Linked DNA regions of Gasterosteus aculeatus: region 1 is linked to region 2. A link is a contact called in public Hi-C data. All regions are on one chromosome and are shown on one strand. The core of a region is the stretch at or near the end of the contact, and the rest is flanking DNA. Distances in the headings are between cores, read along the strand shown. Region 1 has its middle 8.8 kb from the start of LOC120825440. Region 2 holds the start of pou3f3b (POU class 3 homeobox 3b).

What was found. Hi-C and Micro-C count contacts between places; a contact is called where the count stands out from the background.
Region 1: a Hi-C map of skeletal muscle shows a contact between it and region 2, with 5 times the contacts expected there. The contact joins the enhancer-like site here to the promoter of pou3f3b in region 2. A contact is called at or near these places in 2 of 6 Hi-C or Micro-C datasets (skeletal muscle and whole body).

The regions. Positions count from the first base shown.
Region 1 is chr1:29,667,197-29,670,623 of fGasAcu3.hap1.1, reverse strand. No RefSeq gene overlaps it. Among protein-coding and RNA genes, the nearest start is that of LOC120825440, 8.8 kb to the left of the region's middle. Within about 2 kb of position 1,928, at least 1 of the 9 cell types and tissues checked has open chromatin away from gene starts, as enhancers often do.
Region 2 is chr1:29,512,541-29,515,776 of fGasAcu3.hap1.1, reverse strand. It overlaps pou3f3b (POU class 3 homeobox 3b), which reads left to right and starts at 1,809. Exons shown (of 3, transcript XM_078102375.1): 1 at 1,809-3,236. The coding sequence starts at 2,528. It overlaps LOC144406627 (a long non-coding RNA gene), which reads right to left and starts at 1,552. Exons shown (of 3, transcript XR_013467636.1): 1 at 1-1,552.

The DNA of each region.
Region 1 (3,427 bases), core at 679-3,178, 150 kb before region 2:
GGACCTCCCTGAGCCCCCCCCCCCCCCCCCCCCCCCCCACACTCTGCTCTACCTCCACATTACCCAGAGGGCAACCCGGGAGGCGCAATTATTCAGGCCTTTGCTCAGCCAAGTAGAAGAAATTAGCCTCTTCTCCTGAACCAAGACCTTCTAACCTGCACCAGGACCTCGGGCGTCCTCTCTGACTAGCACGACCCCCCCCCACAGTCCTCGCTTTCCATACATATGAGCCCGAGCAGGCCGGAGCCACGCTCGGCTACATGGGGCCCCCCCCCCCTTACCCCGGGATCTCGGGCATCCTGGAAGGATGTCTAAAAAATGTAGAGGACTTCTGTTATGTTGGGACCAGATCTCAAAGAAGGAGAGCTCCTCGTCCCTCCTCCCTCCTTTCCTTCCCCTTCTCCTCACGTCTGTCTCTGCCTCCTCACCCACCTTCCACCTCTCAGTGGATAAATGAGGTTCCTGCTCCCGTCGTCCTGCCACGACGCGCCAACGTGCCGCCATGTTGGGCGCCTTCGACGGCGATGCGTCCGGTTCTCCCCGTTCAGACCCCCCATGTTGTAATGCATCCCTTTGGGTCTCTGTTCCTACCTTCACCGCAGGCCTCCACGCGGCGGAGGGTATAGGCGGCGTTTATTGACCCGGGCCTCCAGGCTCCTCGCTGCCATTTCCTCGCCCGTCTTCCCAAAGAAAGCGGCCAGCGCTGGGGGAGAGAGTGGGAGACGGCGGGGGAGAGATCGGGAACCCACCTCCGGTTGTCGGGCTTCAGGCTTCATCTCGCCTTTGTCTCGCCTCGCACTTCCTCCACCTGAGGAGCGCTTGATACCGCGTCACCGAGTGCGACAATGCACCGCTGCTCCATATCTCCACCCGACTCACGGCTCGGGTGGAGAGGCGAGGAGGAGGTGGAGGACCCACAGACTGCAGCAGTCGGCGGTGCTAATCCGCCCTTCCAAAAGTGTACCGAAACGAAGGAGATGATTCTCCTCCTCACCCCCCATCCTCCCCCCATCCTCCCCCTCTGCGACACGGGCGTCTAATCTCCACTGTTCGGGCTGTTTTTCTTTTTTCATTAATTTAGTGTCAGGACTCATTTCGAGGGCCTTGAATACAGACGTCAGGATGCCGTCGAATCCCATCGCGGGGCCTTTAATGAGATAACAGGCTTTAGTGGGAGAATTAGCGCCATTGGAAAAAAGGAAAAGCCAATGAGATTAGTTCAATGGGACGTGGATGCCGAGACTTTGGAGACAGAGGGGAGACCGTATCAGACCCGCCCTGCCAAATCACAAATCTATTTCCGACACTGGTATTAATTATCAAACTAAAGCCGCTGTCGCATATTGATTCATCGGGGTGCGCACTTGTATTATCTCCTATTAAACAGGGGGGGGGGGGGGGGGAGATTATGTGAGCCCTTCGGGGGCGCTTTATGGATCCTGTGATACTGTTAAACCGCGTCACGCACGCCAAAGCAACGAGACGAGCTGCCTGCGCGCGCAAGAGCCTTAAACGTGATTATTCTGCCCGACGCTTTTCAATTAGCGCGAGCGTCCCGTCCTCCGGAGCGTCTCCCGCGCGCGGGAATGTGTCCACGCCGGGTTGTCTTGTGCGGACCGCGAGGGGCCGGAGGGTTTGGAACGGAGGACTCTGGGGAAAATGGGGGGGGGGGGAAACCCGCATGCAGAGAGCCTCGGATCATCCCGTAGCACGCGGTGCTGTGACCGGAGTGGGTGGTCGCCGAGGCGTTGACACACACACACACACACACACACACACACACACACACACACACACACACACCTCGCAAATAATGAGACCTCCAACGGTGTGACACCCATTTCACACATGGGTGGCATCTGTGATTGGGAAACATATGTTTGTATTGATGTATAATTATGAGCACTGAGTTCCTCTATTTCCTCTAAGTTGGTGGAAATGACTCTGGTGTGTGCATGATTGAGTGTGTGTGTGTGTGTGTGTGTGTGCATGATTGAGTGTGTGTGTGTGCGCATGATTGAGTGTGTGTGTGTGTGTGTGTGTGATGGAGAAAGAGCATCAACACCCCGCCGACTGCACTCAATCTCCGTCTCAATTATACAGCGAGAACACAAGTGTCCGCAACCACAGAGATGTCGTCTCCTTCGTCTATATCACCCCCCCCCCCCCCCCCAACACACACACACACACACTCCCCCCCCCCCCGTCTCCTGCTCAGGTGTCACGCAGGTAGCTGGGAACTGATTATACAGTGTGGAGATCGGCCTCTGTGATTGGACGCCGGCGACTGAGAGGAAACCTGAAAGATTTAAGAGAAGAAGAAACGGGAGGGGAAGTGGAAGCGAGACGGTCGGTGGGGGGGAGGGAGGGAGGGAGGCGTGGTTGGAAAAGGTGGGGGTGGGGGAGTCTGCACGGATGGAGCGGGCGAAATGAGACCAAATTTTCTTTGGCAATCTCGGCGTCCCCGGCTGCAGGTGCCGGCGCCATTCCGCTAAAGCCGGGCCAGACGCGAATGTCATTAGCTGCTGCGCCCCAGGTGACTTCGCCACGGTTCCACATGATTAACCCACGTAATTGTGTGTTGATAGCGAGCGCGGTCGATGGAATACAATTTTTTTTCGGGCCCAGATTCCTAAACAAACAGCTCAGCAGCAGCAGCCGAGGAGACGGGATAAGGCCGGCGACTGGTGACGGTGTACAGAGGTTTACACAGGGGGGGGGGGGGGGCACAGAGGGAGGAGTCACAACCGAGGGCATGGTGAGAATGCAGCAGGTGGAGGTGCTGCGTTTCCAGGTCGCTTTCGCGGGGGCCACGGGTTCGGGCCTTCAGGCCTGATTGGTGAGGTAGGTGAGGTATTGGAGGGGGGGCGGGGGGGCTTGCGGTCTGCTTTCTGACTTGCTGAGCGAGCACGAGCGCTGCGATACCCGCGCCGTCCTCGCCGGCTTACGCCGCGCCGCCCGACTTCATCAGCGGGGTGTGAGAATTAGCCGGAGGTGAGAGAGCGAGAGGCGGGGATGGAAAGCTGCTGGTGTGAACGCACGGTATCATCATTTACCGCACGCCGAAGCTGCAGCGAGAGCTCTGCGTCGGGCGGGCGGGCGTCATTTCCCACAATGCCTTGGGGTTGAATGGTGATGCCACCTGGTGTGTGATGAAGGTGGGCCAGGATGAAGGGTCAGAGTACAGCATCTGGGTTACCCATCTTGTTTTTAGGCGCATACAGCTGTGGGGGGCGGGGCGCGGGGGGGCGGGGCTGTGCAGCCTGACAAGTGAATTCGTAAAACATCATCAAAGAGGCGGATGAAGGGAAAGAATCACCGTTTGTGTTCTCACCAGCAGAGAGAGAAAACGAGTCGGGGGGGGTAAAGAAAGGAAGAAGCCAATCTCCCAGGTGCATTCTGGGAGTTGAACCTGGCAGGAGAAGTT
Region 2 (3,236 bases), core at 560-3,059:
GTATCACAGCGCGGTGGTTTCGGTGAGCATTTCTGAAATGCCGTTTCACTCTCCTCTCATGTTTAGCGTGTATTATTTTCATTTTAAGGGGGTTTTCTAGTGCGAGGAGCCTTTTCTCTGCATACTCGCGTTTCTGTTGGCCGCCCGAGACGCACGTTAACGCGCGCGGCGCGGGTTGAACGGCAGTAATTTAGACAGAAATCCTCAATGTATATTAATGAACAGAGGGCCCCATGGTCCTGGCCCCGAGCCTGCCTATTCAATGTAAACAAATCCACGAGGCTCCCTCGGTTTTGAGCCCGGTCCAAATCAAATCTACTGGGATGAGGAGAGGGAGGGGGGGGCGGGGTGTACTGGCATGGAGTACACAGTACTCCTCTGCCGTGTATTTGCCCTTAAATCCCTCCTGCAATAAAAATCTTTGCGTCATCTTTGATTCGAGAGCTTACGCGCCGGTGTTTGGGGTTACGCGCGACATGCAGCTCTAACCTTTGTACAAAACGCAGTTAATCCTGTCAGAGGATCACCTGCCACAGGCCCCGTTCTGTCCAGGTGCGCTCAACAGGCGGCTGACACCCCGCGAAACGAATGGGTGCCGCGCGAGCCTCATGGCTGGCCCTTATTACCACCCATGGGTGCGTCCAAACAGGCGCAGGGGTCCCACGCACCCAACAAAGGCCTCATTCATTACCGGGGCGATGTTGTCATCTGGAGGGATGGTGTGGGTGATCTCTAGACTGTTTCCCCCCCTTCTCCTCCTTCTTTCCTTTCTTCTTCGTGAGCTTCTTCTTCTTCTTCTTCTGCTGCTGCTCAGCAAACGTTTGCAGCACCGCCACCCTGCACGCGCAACCCCCCCCCCCCCCCCCCCCCCCAGGGCTGCTCAATTTGCGCGTGTTGTTGTTGCCACTTTCTCTTTCACTGTGCTTCACTGAGGTTTCCGCATGGAAGCCTCCCCGTAACCTTTGTTCCTTGAGGAGCCCACGTTGCACAGGCTCATGTCTGCAGCGCACTTCCTCCCTGCGTTGGTTTTCACTTTTGCCGCTCCGTGTTTCTGTGTGCAGCGTCACGGTTTCCCTCCGCGTTAACAACCACGACCCTCCACGGAATGTCTTTGCTTTCATATGCTCATAAACATTTAACCGGAGCTTGTGAATTATGCCAAATCCTTTTTTTTAACTGCCAATCTACCAATTCGAACCCACTCACGCGCATCGTGCATATCACAGGATGAAGCGTTTACCATCCGGTTAGAACCAATAGACGCCTTATTCTAACACACAGCCAGCTCATTACGTGTTATTAATAGCATACAATGCACTTGTGTATGTTTTGAACTGGTGCTTTTTATTAGTCCTAGATGTGTTTGTGTAGAATAACATAAAAAAATAGAATTGTATTAATTCGTTATATTATATTCAACCTAATGCTTTCCAACAAGTGTAAGTATATTAATGTGCTTAATGTGATGGTGGTTTGAATCATGACGATCACAGAGGTCACAACCAGAGGTCACCGTTTTATATAGTGTCTGTTTGTGTACTAATACCTCAGTACTATTTACCACCAAGTTGTGTTCCCTGTTTTGTTTGGACTGCAATTAGAAACCAGCCAATTGGAACCGCCGGAAGGAGGGCTCCTGCGCCCCGGGCGAGGCTGGCGAGACCTGTCAATCACAGCCCGGGTAACCAATCAACGGGGACGCACGGGGGTAAAACATCCGCGCGTCGCCGGGCTCGCCGCGGAGGGCGGAGGAAAGGGGGCGGGGGCAGGGGGGGCGGGACTACGCGGCCTGTCAGGGAGAGAGAGAGAGAGAGAGAGAGAAGTGCGGAGAGAGAACAAGCGAATGAGAGGAGAGGCTCGCGAGCAGCGCCGTCCGCTGTTCCACCGGATTGTACTTCATCGGGAGTTTGCGGTTTGGCAGGTTTATATACATCAAAACAGAACAAAGAGAGAGGCTCCACAGTGGTATAAAAGAAGAGAGGGGAAAGAATAAAGCGGGGGAGAAATCTCGGCGACTGAATTACAAAAGAACTAAGGACACTCTGCTAATGTTTTTCACATCCAGAGGGGACATAAACCGGGACTTTGTACGCTGTGGACAATTTGCAAGGCTTTTTTGTTTGTTTTTGGCGAGCACCTAAAGTTTGTATGGGACGAGGCTTTTTTTTTTTTCTTCCTGTATATTTGAATTTTAATGCTCGCAGTTCACCACCCCGGTGCGAAACTTTCTGAGCGGACTGCACATGGTTTCAAAGGGCTTCGGGAAAACTGGATTTTTATGCGCCGACACCCGCGCTCGCCTAGAATGCAGTAAACACCGGCGAGGATTTTATTCCGTTTTCTGCCACCGCTTTTGAAGCTTTTTCCGCGTTTTTACGCGCGTCGATGGTAGTGCCCAAAACCTACTCATACTTTTAAAGTTTGAATAATTCATGAGATACAATTCGCCTGCTCGAAAGAAGTGACTGTAAAAAGGGAGGGTGGAGGGGGGGGGTTATCCACAAACATATTCATAAGGGCTGACGGAATGGCCACCGCGGCTTCCAATCCTTATCTGCCCAGCAATAGCATCTTATCGTCCGGCTCCATCGTGCACTCTGACTCCGGAGGTGGTGGAATGCAGCCGGGCAGCGCTGCGGTTACCTCGGGCTCCGGGGTGTACAGGGGGGACCCCTCGGTCAAGATGGTACAGAGTGACTTTATGCAAGGCGCGATGGCAGCGAGCAACGGGGGGCACATGCTGAGCCATGCCCACCAGTGGGTGACATCCCTCCCGCACGCCGCGGCGGCCGCGGCAGCAGCCGCCGTGGCCGCGGCCGAAGCCGGATCGCCGTGGTCGTCGAGTCCTGTCGGCATGACGGGCAGCCCTCAGCAGCAGGACGTGAAAAACTCCGGCAGAGACGATCTACACACGGGCACCGCTCTGCACCACAGGCCGCCCCACTTAGCCCCGCACCAGACACACGCCGGCGGTTGGGGGAGCGCGACTGCCGCTCACATCAACTCCATATCCGGGGGACAGCAGCAGCAGCAGCAGCAGCAGCAGCAGTCGCTGATCTACTCCCAGCCGGGCGGGTTCACCGTGAACGGGATGCTGAGTCCGGGGAGCCAGAGCCTGGTGCACCCGGGCTTGGTGAGGGGGGACACCCCGGATCTGGACCACGGCAGCCACCACCACCACCACCACCACCAGCAGCATCAGCACCACCAGCACCACGGCGGCATCAACAGCCACG